Linked DNA regions of Mus musculus: all the other regions are linked to region 3. Evidence: chromatin contacts called from public HiChIP or PLAC-seq and promoter capture Hi-C data. All regions are on one chromosome and are shown on one strand. Each heading gives the region's core, a stretch centred on a gene start, on an enhancer-like site or on the middle of the called end of the contact. The rest is flanking DNA. Distances are from core to core; before and after follow the strand shown. Region 1 holds the start of Map7 (microtubule-associated protein 7). Region 2 holds the start of Il20ra (interleukin 20 receptor, alpha). Region 3 holds the start of Map3k5 (mitogen-activated protein kinase kinase kinase 5).

Region 1 (3,194 bases), core at 625-3,124, 240 kb before region 3:
ACACAAACACACACACACAGACATAAAAAGGGATAAACAGCAGGGGATCAGAACTCCTTGGTTTAAGATTCTTGGTGGATACCCAAACATCTTTAGAACTGACTTTCCCCTCTCTCCTTTTCTTTTAAAGGAACTACCCAAGGACAGGTTTTATTTGGAAGGAAAATTAAAAACAAAGAAGCCAGGAAGAAAAAGTCATGAAAAGTAAGAAAAAATGGGTAGCTATCCAAAATGATAATTGCAGGACACTCCAGGGAAGACTCACCGAGCCAGGATGTTTTGACAAATACACCATGGGAATGCTTCAACAAATTGGCATTAACTTTAAAAAAAGTTCCCAATTCTGCAGAGAATAAATGACTGGCTGCTGACCACCTTGGAGGGGTCTCACTGAGAGCAGCCTGCTCGGACTCAGCTGTCAACCCATGAGCAACTGAAGAAATATCCCCCCTCTACAGCAACACTGAGTTTCTGAGGTCACTGGGCATTCCGACAGAAACCCCGACAACAAACAGAAATCATCTGCAGTGATAATACTCTTTTCAAGAATGGAAGAAAAACTTACTTTTGGGTTTAAAGTACACAGTTTCCATTATATTTAGCAAAAGCAACATGGTTCATTTTGGAGCTAGGAACAAAGCGTCAGTGGCTAGAGCCACACTATGGAAAATTTGATAATGTCGGTGATAGAAAATTTGCCAGTGACAGAATATAAGACCCAAACAGCTCATAAAAATAAACAGATAGGTACCTCTTCTGCTAGAGAGAACAGCTTGCAGGAAGACGCCTACAGGATGCTGGAAAATTTAAGTGCAATCCTAAAAGCCCTTCTTCAAAGATGCATGAGAGTGGCTATGAGACAACACCTCGGAAGGACATCCATGGGATTGAAGCCTGAGCAGCTGCTGCCATGTCATCAGCACAAGGGGACACTCAAGGCTCAGACCTCTGTGTTCTGTAGCCAGCATGTCTGAAGTGGCACAGAGTACTCAGCAGCAGCAGTCAGAAGCGAGACCTCATGCTGCTCCCTCTCCCTGGCTGCCCAAGTTTGCCTGCCTGCCTTCCTTCTCCCTCAGCATCTGAGTAGAAGGAACCTGGAAGCATGCTCATCTTCTGCCCGTGGGGAGGGAGCTCTGGAAAAAAAATCACTTTACCTAATCCGTCCTTTTTACAGAGAAGCTCATTTCACTGAAGTAAACAGAAATGATCCGACGTGGCTACAGGAAAGTGAGGGTACTGTTCCTTTAAACCCCTTGAAGCCAAATTTATTCCCCCACGAGGTCAGAGTCACTGGCCCCTGTTTAAATGAAGGAGTGAATATTAAAGACCTTTATACTAGGAAAATAGTTTGGGTCTTAAAAAGTAAGCTGACCTGAAATAGACCAAACCTACAAAATTTATTTCCACTCCATCAGACTCCATACCCCGAGGGTGTGCGAGCGTGACCAGCAAGCTGTGTTAGGTCACGAATACTCGAGAAGCAGGCATTGCGCGTGCAGTTCGGAACCCGTGCGATAATCAATGTAAGAACAGTGCTGGATCCGGCTCCAGTGAGGGGTAGGGCTGATGCATACCTTTGGGTCTTCTGGCATTTCCACTCTTCTGCAGCTCATCTTCCTCATTAATGGTGAATAGAGCAAGGGGAATTGTCCTTGCAGGAGTCTTCTTCAGTCTCTCTTGTCGGATCGCTGTAGCTGACCCAGGCATAACGCTGCTACTTGTTCGGCAATTATATTAAATATATATGCTTATGTAATTGCAGCTCCCAGAAGCTGCTAGCTCCTAAGCTGCCTGTTCATTTGAGCACTTGTAATAGATCCCCTATGGGTAAACAGTGAGAACAGCTGACAGATACTACCAGCTACTTGGCAACTGAGGTCCTGCTGCTGCCCCTCACCTAGCAGCAGCCCCCTCCCACTTATTCCCCCCAATAGGCACAGGCGCTGGTGAGTAAACACTCTCGCACATGCACACACGCGCACGCGCGCACACACCCATTTCAGAAGGCCTCTATTAAAGGCACGCAGGTTCCGATGCCTCCCTTGGACTGCCTAGCCTTGGTCAATCAGAGCCAGCTTTCCCAGTCTTCTTTTTGCTACCGCACAGCAAAACATTCAGCATGCAGCGGAGGGCAAAAGATGACATGATGCCTGCTGTGAACAGTTGCCCTGACAACCCTGACATAGCCTAATGAAGGAGGCTGGGAGCAGTTCCAGCTGCCCTGGGATGCAGTCCTCAGAACCCACCAGCAGAGGCTTAGCTGCACAGGGCAGCTCCCTCCTCCTCTGGGTGGCAGAGCTGAGCGGCGGAATGGTGGAGCAGGAGAAACGGGTTCGTCTGCAGGAGCAGCAGCTAATTCTTCAGGACAGGAGAGGGGTTTCCTTCTCCCCCTCCCTCGTGGTCTATTACAGTAAGTAAAGATAAGGCAGGCATCCCGCCGCCGCTGCCTCACTCTCCTGACACAAACACCCATGTTTGTATAGGCTGAGCCTTGGTGGCATCTGTCCTGATGTATGGGGCTTCGAATTCATTTTCAATGTGTTCTCAACTCATGTATAAACTCTCTCAAGATACACTGTTCGCTTCGTTCATGAGGCCCACCAGCACAATACCGAAACCCTCCAAGGAGACCAGAAATTGGAGACTGCCTCTTTCAACTAAAAACACTTTCTCTGAAAGTCAGGCTGAAAGGACAGAGACAAAGCCAAAGAGGGGAGTCCCAGCTGCCTGCCACTGCATGACAGCTCTCCTTATCCCAATGCCCGGGCGTCTGCCAAACAGGTCTCGGCTAGTCACCCAGTTTCGGTTCTTTAGGACTATTCTCTCAGAAGCATGCAGCCGCCGTATGATTTTTGTTTCGTTCTGAAGTAAGTTTGCTCATTTTAAGACTTTCCATTTTTATGTTGCTTCAAATTTGTACAGTAATTTTTTTTTAATCAATAGTTTTTATAGCAACAAATAACAATTCAAAAATGCTAATTGCTAAATGAAGGAAAAAAAAGTTATTTTCTTTTGGCCTTTAATCCAAATTAAATCTAATGTCAAAGGCAATCCTTCCCCCTAAACGACTCTCCTACACACTGTCAAAGATTCTAACTCCGCATATGTGTGGGACCTGGGGTCCCATGCCAAGGTGCCCCCTGAGAAATCACACCATGTAACAGGCCTTTGGGGGAAGGGAGGGGAGTAAGGAT
Region 2 (3,470 bases), core at 958-3,457, 220 kb after region 3:
TAAAGTAAGGAGAGAGAGGGAGAGAGAGAGAGAGAGAGAGAGAGAGAGAGAGAGAGACAGAGAGAGACAGAGACAGAGACAGAGACAGAGACAGAGAGACAGAGAGAAAGGGAGGAGGAGGAGGAGGAGGAGGAGGAGGAGGAGGAGGAGGAGGAGGAGGAAGGGGCAGGTCACATAGAACCCTGCAGGATTTAGAAAATTGCAAAAGCCATGGAAGCCTTTGTGGTGTTGAACAGGGCCATGCTGTCTGAGGAATTCACTGTTCCCACTCCTATAGGCTTAAAGCGTCTGTTTACATAATGGTGATGATGGATCCTCTTCCTTGCGGAGAGACAGAAACGACACACAGAGAAGATGACACAGGCATGATCTTTAGGATGGAGGTTAATAGCCCATAGGATGAATCTGGTAAAACCTCTGCCCAGAGAGGCAGGGAGTCATTAATAGTGTTACGCAATGTAACCCTTAGGGAACAATGGGGACATTCAAAATTCCCGTAGTGGTGTACCTTAAATGAAACATCAAAATGTGTATAAAATGTTGATGCCACATGCAATGTTGTTTCTCTTTGGGTGTCCTGGGATAATTCAGCCTGATCCTATCAACACTTGTATAGCTCTGAATTTTGTGCAAAAGCAGTCCCAAAGTTAAACTATTATCTATTCATGAATGCTAGTGTTATACAGTTCTTAAAAGTCCATATTCGCGCAGAAGTGAAGATTATCCATGGGTTCAGTGGTTAAGTGTAGGAACGGTATCCAAGCACCTACTATACCTTCTAACTGGTTTTCCTGTATTCATGAAGTACGTGTGGAGGTCGGTCCCATGCTAAATGCTGGGTCTCATAGATCAAAAAAAGCCCAGTGGTGTGTGTGTGTGTGTGTGTGTGTGTGTTTATGTGTGCGTGTGTTTGCTTTAGATTTTGCTGTTAAGTTAGGAGTATTGCTGCCTTCTAATATCATTTTGCCCAGTTAGTGAGCAAGTTTTATTTCTCACATTAACACCAAGCAAGTTCAGTATGGTAGCTCTATTGCACTCACTGTATGCAGAGATCTTCCCGTAATCATTCATATAGATGTATATGTATATGTGTGTGTATATGTGTGTATACATATGCTTGTCTCTCATCCCCCTTGATGACCATACTTAAATCTCTGTCTAGACCTTTTATAATAAACTTCAACTGTGCTTTAAAAACAGAAAATGAATTCATATCAGGGATATTTGAATAAGCCTTTTCACATTTGGCTTATCTTGGATTATTAAAATATAACCATATACTTGCATAAATTTAGAACTTAGAAAATAATCTTCTTGTATAGACTACACGGTTCAGAAACCGCTCCAAGGCCAGCGTGCATGCTTCCGGCCTCTGAAAGGTAGTGAGCATCATGTTTTCTCTGATTGAGGTCTCACTTTTTTTCCCCACTCGCTGGTTTTTCCAGGCTGGAGCACAGGTGCTTGAATCAATTTTATAAAATTACAATTGATATTTTGGGAAGCTTTGTGGCTGTTGTCTTTAATTGAAACCGTGAGATACCTTGCTGAGATACCTTGCTTTTTAAAGAGTATGTTTTTATATGGCAGAAAAACAGAAAGAAGGAAAAAAAAAGAAAGAAAAAGAAACTTTTAAAAAGTGAATCAGCTTGGCTTTCTGAATTCCAGCGGTTACGGTTTAAACTTTAAAACAACAGAGAAAATCCTTCTAGTGCTTTATGTCTTACTGTTTTATGCTTTGTTATTTCTCAGAAGTACGTATACGCACACGTCAGGATTGCCAGGAAAACGGGATGTGGCTTACCCTTTTGGGGCTGATTTGGCTTTTCCAAACTCTGATCCAAGCTCCCACAGGCTATGAATCTTGGACTTGCCAAGGTTTTAGTGCGAGCCGCCCCTTGCCATCACTGTCACCAGTTTCGAGGTACAAGTTTTGGGCCACTCAGGAGGGCTACTACCACCCCTGTACCCCCCAACCCCAGCTCGGATTCAGCAAGCTGGAGCCCGGCGTGGACCCTTTCAGGCTCCTGCCAGGTAGCCCTTGCCGAGAGGAGCGACTCTCCTACCTGCGCGTCCCGAAGCGGCCAGCAGCAGAAGCAGCGTGAGCAGCAACAGTGGCGGCGGGTCCGGGTGGCCCGGCGCCGGGGTCCCGGGAGTGTGCATGGGCTGTCAGTTCGGGTCACATCTCGGGAACGCGGCGTGGCCTCCCCGGGGCTCCTCTGCAACAGCGAGACCCGGGCGATGGAGCCCAGAGTCTGCTGTGCACAACCAGCTCCCCCTGCAGGGAGTCCACGCGAGGGTGGCTGTCTGGGTTTCAGTTCTGAGTCCACACAGGCTTCAGGGGGTGATGGAGAAGCCGATGAGCTCTGACTCAGTACAGCAGAGTCTTATCATTCACTTGAAATGTCAGGTTTCATCCCGGAAGAAGCTGGAAGGGTGAAATAGGTACATATTTCTCAACTTACTGTTAGGCATGCTGCTTACCCTAGTCGAGATTTCCTCCCCACACCCCGAAGTCAGGTATCTTTGCATTTTACAGAAGAGCAGATGCAACCTCAAAACACAATAGAAGTCTCCCAAATGGGAGAGGGCCATCCCCCAGCTAAGAGAAAGAAAGGAAAAGCCAGGGAACACTGTGACAGAGATGTGCAAGCAGACCTCAGGGCTCCTCCTTTCTAGGTAGCTGTAAACATTAAACACAATGCGAAAAGAAACAAATTAACCATGTACTTCAGGCAGACTCTCTCTTTCCTCCATAGACTCCTGTTGCAAATGCACAAATAAAGAGAAATAGCCCTAAAATTGAATCAACAGACATCTAGAAGAGTCTCAATAACTAAAAGAAAACAAAACAGACGAACAAAGAACCCCTTTTGTGGTGGAGGCAGTCAGAGATGCAGCCGTTTTTAGAATGCCTTACACTCCTGTTTTCACTCCTGTTTTTTTTCCGGCTCAAAGAGTCCTAAGAGTCTTGGATTGGATTTGAAGGCTTCTGGAGGGTTAAAGCAGACCCTGCTATTCAGTTGTGCTTCTAGTTCACACCGGTAGGGGGCCCTGGAGGAGGAGGGACAGGACCTGTTAGCTGTCCTAGTTTCCAGCTTCTTCAGATACACGAAGAATTTGCCTCGCTGGCTGGACCCAATTCTCATGGGTCCAAATCTCCATTTAGTGAAATTCCTTTATCTTCTGTGTAGTCATGTCTTCCTTTTGTTTCTCCAGCCTTAGGAGTGGAAACTGCAATCAGTAGCTACTAGTTTCAAACTTCGACTTCTTTTCTCAGTGATCGGTTCTCTGACATCTGCCTGTTAACTGTCATGTTTCTTTCCTTTCCTGCACAAACTGGGCTCTTACTGATTCATATGTAATCCCTGAAAAAAGTAAGAAGACAGTATGATAGCAACATATTCTTTTTATATCAATGTTAGGACATGTATGCATTTCTGTTTAAATATGACTCATTCATAGCCTTAAAG
Region 3 (3,366 bases), core at 57-2,556:
ACTCTTTAAACCATGCCAAATTATAAACTCTTCCACTCACCACAGTATCTGAGGTAATTTTTTAAAAAAACAAACAAACAAACAAAAAACAAAACAAAAAAAACTGGTTCTTTGGGCAAGATTCTAACAAAGATCACACACATTTGGTGTGTTTCACGGTGCTTTTACTCCAACATATAGTTATTTGACCGTTCAAAGTAGTAAGAGAATGGGAAATTGAAGCCACCAAAACTCGAAGGTGAAATGAGTTGGGGAAGGTCAGGCCGCGCTTTGAAAACTCAAACGAAACTCTGCACACAGCTGGCTGCTTAGCATAAGGGCATTTCTGTACTCCCAAGACTGCACAGAGAACAGAACATCACTTCAGTGGGCCACAGGTGTGTGTTTGCAAAAGCAAAACCTACCCACCTCCTAACTGAAGAGAAGTGATTGAAGCAATTATTCGCAATGGTGGGAGGAAGTGTTTTTCCGAGCCTTGTACTTGGACCCAGGGTCTTCGCTGCCGGATAATGAATAAATCAGCGGAGGATCTCCCGCACAAATACAGTCACTTGCACCAGCACACCCTCAACTAGGAGCGGCCGGCCTGAATAGTCCTGCAACCACTCTTGCCGCTCTCAAGGTGAGGCGTGATGTAAATAGGAAGCTTGCTTCCCGCCCACGAAAAACAAAACAAAACAAAAATCCCCCCCCCCCCCCAACCAAGACAGCCAGGAGAAACCGGCTGGGCAAAGCAACGAGCCGAGCTGCCACTCACCTGCGTTGTAAAAACGGTCCAGCACGGCGGTTTCCCCGAAGTCCAGCTTCCCGAAATGCAGGGTCTCCAGGGTGGCGCCCACCGCCTCGCACGCCTCCCGCAGGCTCTGCAGGGCCTCGCTCTCCGCCACCACCAGCTGCCCCTGGCTCGCCTCATTGATCACATAAGCCACGGTGGTACGCCGGCCGCCCCCGCTGCCAGAGTTGCCCCGGCCTCGGGTGGCGCTGCTCCCGGGGGCGGTGGTAGGGCAGCTGGTGCCGGGAGCCGCCGCGCTCTCCACGTTCCAGAAACTGCCCGGCGGTGGCGGCGGCGGCGGCACAAGCAAGGGCTGCAGGCTCGGCTCTCCCTCCGCCGCCGTCGCCGCTCCTCCTCCCCTCCGGCAGCTGCCGCCCTCCGGGATGGTGCAAAAGCCCACGGACGCAAAGGGCGGCACGGAGAAAGTGATGCCCTCGCCGGCTTCGGTGCCCATCTCTGCCTGCCGGGCTGCCACGGCGGCGACCCCGGAGTCCCCAGCCCAGACGCACCGTCTGGCTAGCCACAGCTCCGGGCTGCTCCGCGCGCGCCGGGCTAGGCAGCTGCCATCGCGCGCCGCGCCTTCACCGCCCCGCCGCCGCCTCCGCTCGGGCGCCCTGTCCCCCGGGGCCACGCCGCTGCCCGGCGGCGGCTCGCCCCTCCTCGGCGCCTCCGTGGCCACGCCGCTCGCCCGCTGCAGGGTGGAGAGTCCACGGGGTGGGGACGCCGGCCGCGGCGAGCGGGAAGGGACAGAGCTTCCTCCTCTTGGCGGGCGGACGAGTCGGCGGCCAACCTGCGCAGCCCGGCTCAAGGGCGCCGCGCTCGGGGAGCCGCGAGCTGTCGCCTGCCGAGCGCGGGCCGGGCGAGGGCGCCCTCTGGGTGCCGGCGCTACCTGGAGAACACCTTACGCGCGGTGGGCGGGCTACCCCGAGCCGCGTCCCGGAACCTCCGTGGCCGCTCCCGAAAGGATCCGCCTCTCTGCTCCGCAACAGCTCCCTTGCACCGACTCCGTCTCCTCCACCACCACCTCCTCCTTCCTTCCTTCCCTTCCTCTTTCACCGGTTCGCCGCGCCCTCCGAGTCCCAGCGACCGTCTCGCAGCCGCCCGTCCTCTCGGCTACCCGCCTGTGGCCGCCCACTCGTTGCAGCACAGAGAGCCAGGGCCCGCCCCTGAGGAGGGCGCTGCTGGGAAGCTGCAGCCTGGACCGAACCCACTGCTCCGGGACCTCAGAGAACTGGGAAAGAGGGCTGAAACCCTGTGCGCGCCTCGCTGCGGGACGGCGCAAAAGAAGAGTCTCTAACCCGCACTGTCCCGGTCAGCCCGCCAGGCGTTTGCAGCGCTGGGCGCAGCCACCGCGCCTCGCTCGTTCTGGTCCGCTCGTGGGCAGCGCGTGGCGCTGGATGCACCGTGGCAACACGCGTGCCGAGAGGCGGGAGGATCCAACAAGCGCCCTACAGCCCAGGCCTCAAATGGAAAGTGGTTTATAAGTGACAGGGGCGCTAAATTTAGAAGTGGTCGGCTAAATTTATCGTGGCAGCCGCTGGTACTTTTCATTGTAAAATTTCCAGTTGCTTACGCTGTTATCGTTAATGAGTAATTGATTGGCTCCATTGCCGAATGACTTAATACTCTCATATATCATCTTAAAGTCACCCCTTCCTCAAAATGCCAGATACCTAAGATAGAAAATGCATGGGAAAATTATCATTCAGAGTTGAAAGAGAGAAGTTAACTTATTTCATTTTTTAAAACTGAACCATACACAAATGAAAAGGCTTGATTGCTTTAGTGTGATCAAAAAGCTCCCGCTTATTTTGGGAAGCAAAACCAGATGTGTAAATTCCCAGAGAACTCTCCCAGAATGCTGTAGGTCATGTCAGGAAAGCCAAGGCAAGCTGCAATACGTAAAGGATTTGGATTTCCTAACTTGAGGTTAGTAAGCCAAAATGTAAGAGGCAAAATGTAAATTGGATGTCAAACTCCCCAAAGCCTTACTTAACACAGTATTAAGTAAGGGGAATCTGGGGGCGAGGGACACATTCAGACCAGAACACTGCCCAATTCTTAAATTGTTACAGTATTTTATTGATAGTTTCCAAATAATAAGGTCCTTTTTGTGACTTTATTGTACTCCCCAAGCAAACTGTAAGTCTGGGAGATTCATCTGTCACTCCAGTTCCTTTAAAACAGTCACCTAGTTCATTTTCTACTGAGTAGCAAGGTAGCTTTCAGTTTATAAGCAGTAAGCACACATCAGCAGGCTGTTTTTACACGTGCTTCTTAAATCTCCCCTGTTAGATGAGTCTGGAGGAAAAAAGCCACCGAGGGTCAACATGAGGACAGATTCCTTCCCCACCCCATTGCACCAGGCAAATTTTATACGTATTGAAAATGGAACTGAGTACTTAATACATATAAGGGCAAGCATTTTACAACAAAGGAATGAAAGTAACGCTGGGCAGTGGTGGTGCATGCCTTTGATCCCAATACTTGAGAGGCAGAGGCAGGCAGATTTCTGAGTTCGAGGCCAGCCTGGTCTACACAGAGTGAGTTCCAGGACAGCCAGGGCTATACAGAGAAACCCTGTCTTGAAAGAC

The links. HiChIP or PLAC-seq counts read pairs in DNA pulled down with a chosen protein or histone mark. Capture Hi-C pulls out chosen DNA fragments and counts their contacts.
Region 1: a promoter capture Hi-C map of adipose tissue shows a contact between it and region 3. The contact joins the promoter of Map7 here to the promoter of Map3k5 in region 3. A contact is called at or near these places in 10 of 39 promoter capture datasets (the C10 cell line, the HPC-7 cell line, the SN4741 cell line and 7 more), 3 of 484 Hi-C or Micro-C datasets (the N1E-115 cell line, cerebral cortex and embryonic stem cells), 6 of 115 datasets of contacts at active chromatin or transcription factors (the 230-238 cell line, astrocytes, embryonic stem cells and 3 more) and 1 of 9 other capture datasets (adipose tissue).
Region 2: an H3K4me3 HiChIP or PLAC-seq map of embryonic stem cells shows a contact between it and region 3, with 3 times the contacts expected there. The contact joins the promoter of Il20ra here to the promoter of Map3k5 in region 3. A contact is called at or near these places in 2 of 39 promoter capture datasets (embryonic stem cells and stem cell-derived epiblast-like cells), 1 of 15 datasets of contacts at CTCF or cohesin (large pre-B cells), 3 of 484 Hi-C or Micro-C datasets (all in embryonic stem cells), 9 of 115 datasets of contacts at active chromatin or transcription factors (bone marrow-derived macrophages, embryonic stem cells, large pre-B cells and 2 more) and 1 of 9 other capture datasets (embryonic stem cells).

What each region holds. Positions count from the first base shown.
Region 1 is chr10:20,169,702-20,172,895 of GRCm38.p6, reverse strand. Map7 (microtubule-associated protein 7) reads right to left here and starts at 1,874. Exons shown (of 18, transcript NM_001358787.1): 1 at 1,575-1,874. The coding sequence starts at 1,707. It overlaps Gm51795 (a long non-coding RNA gene), which reads left to right. Exons shown (of 2, transcript XR_003948992.1): 2 at 131-1,651.
Region 2 is chr10:19,711,324-19,714,793 of GRCm38.p6, reverse strand. Il20ra (interleukin 20 receptor, alpha) reads right to left here and starts at 2,207. Exons shown (of 7, transcript NM_172786.2): 1 at 2,064-2,207. The coding sequence starts at 2,160. The region is part of intron 1 of Gm33332 (a long non-coding RNA gene); the gene reads left to right.
Region 3 is chr10:19,932,466-19,935,831 of GRCm38.p6, reverse strand. It overlaps Map3k5 (mitogen-activated protein kinase kinase kinase 5), which reads right to left and starts at 1,306. Exons shown (of 30, transcript NM_008580.4): 1 at 758-1,306. The coding sequence starts at 1,226.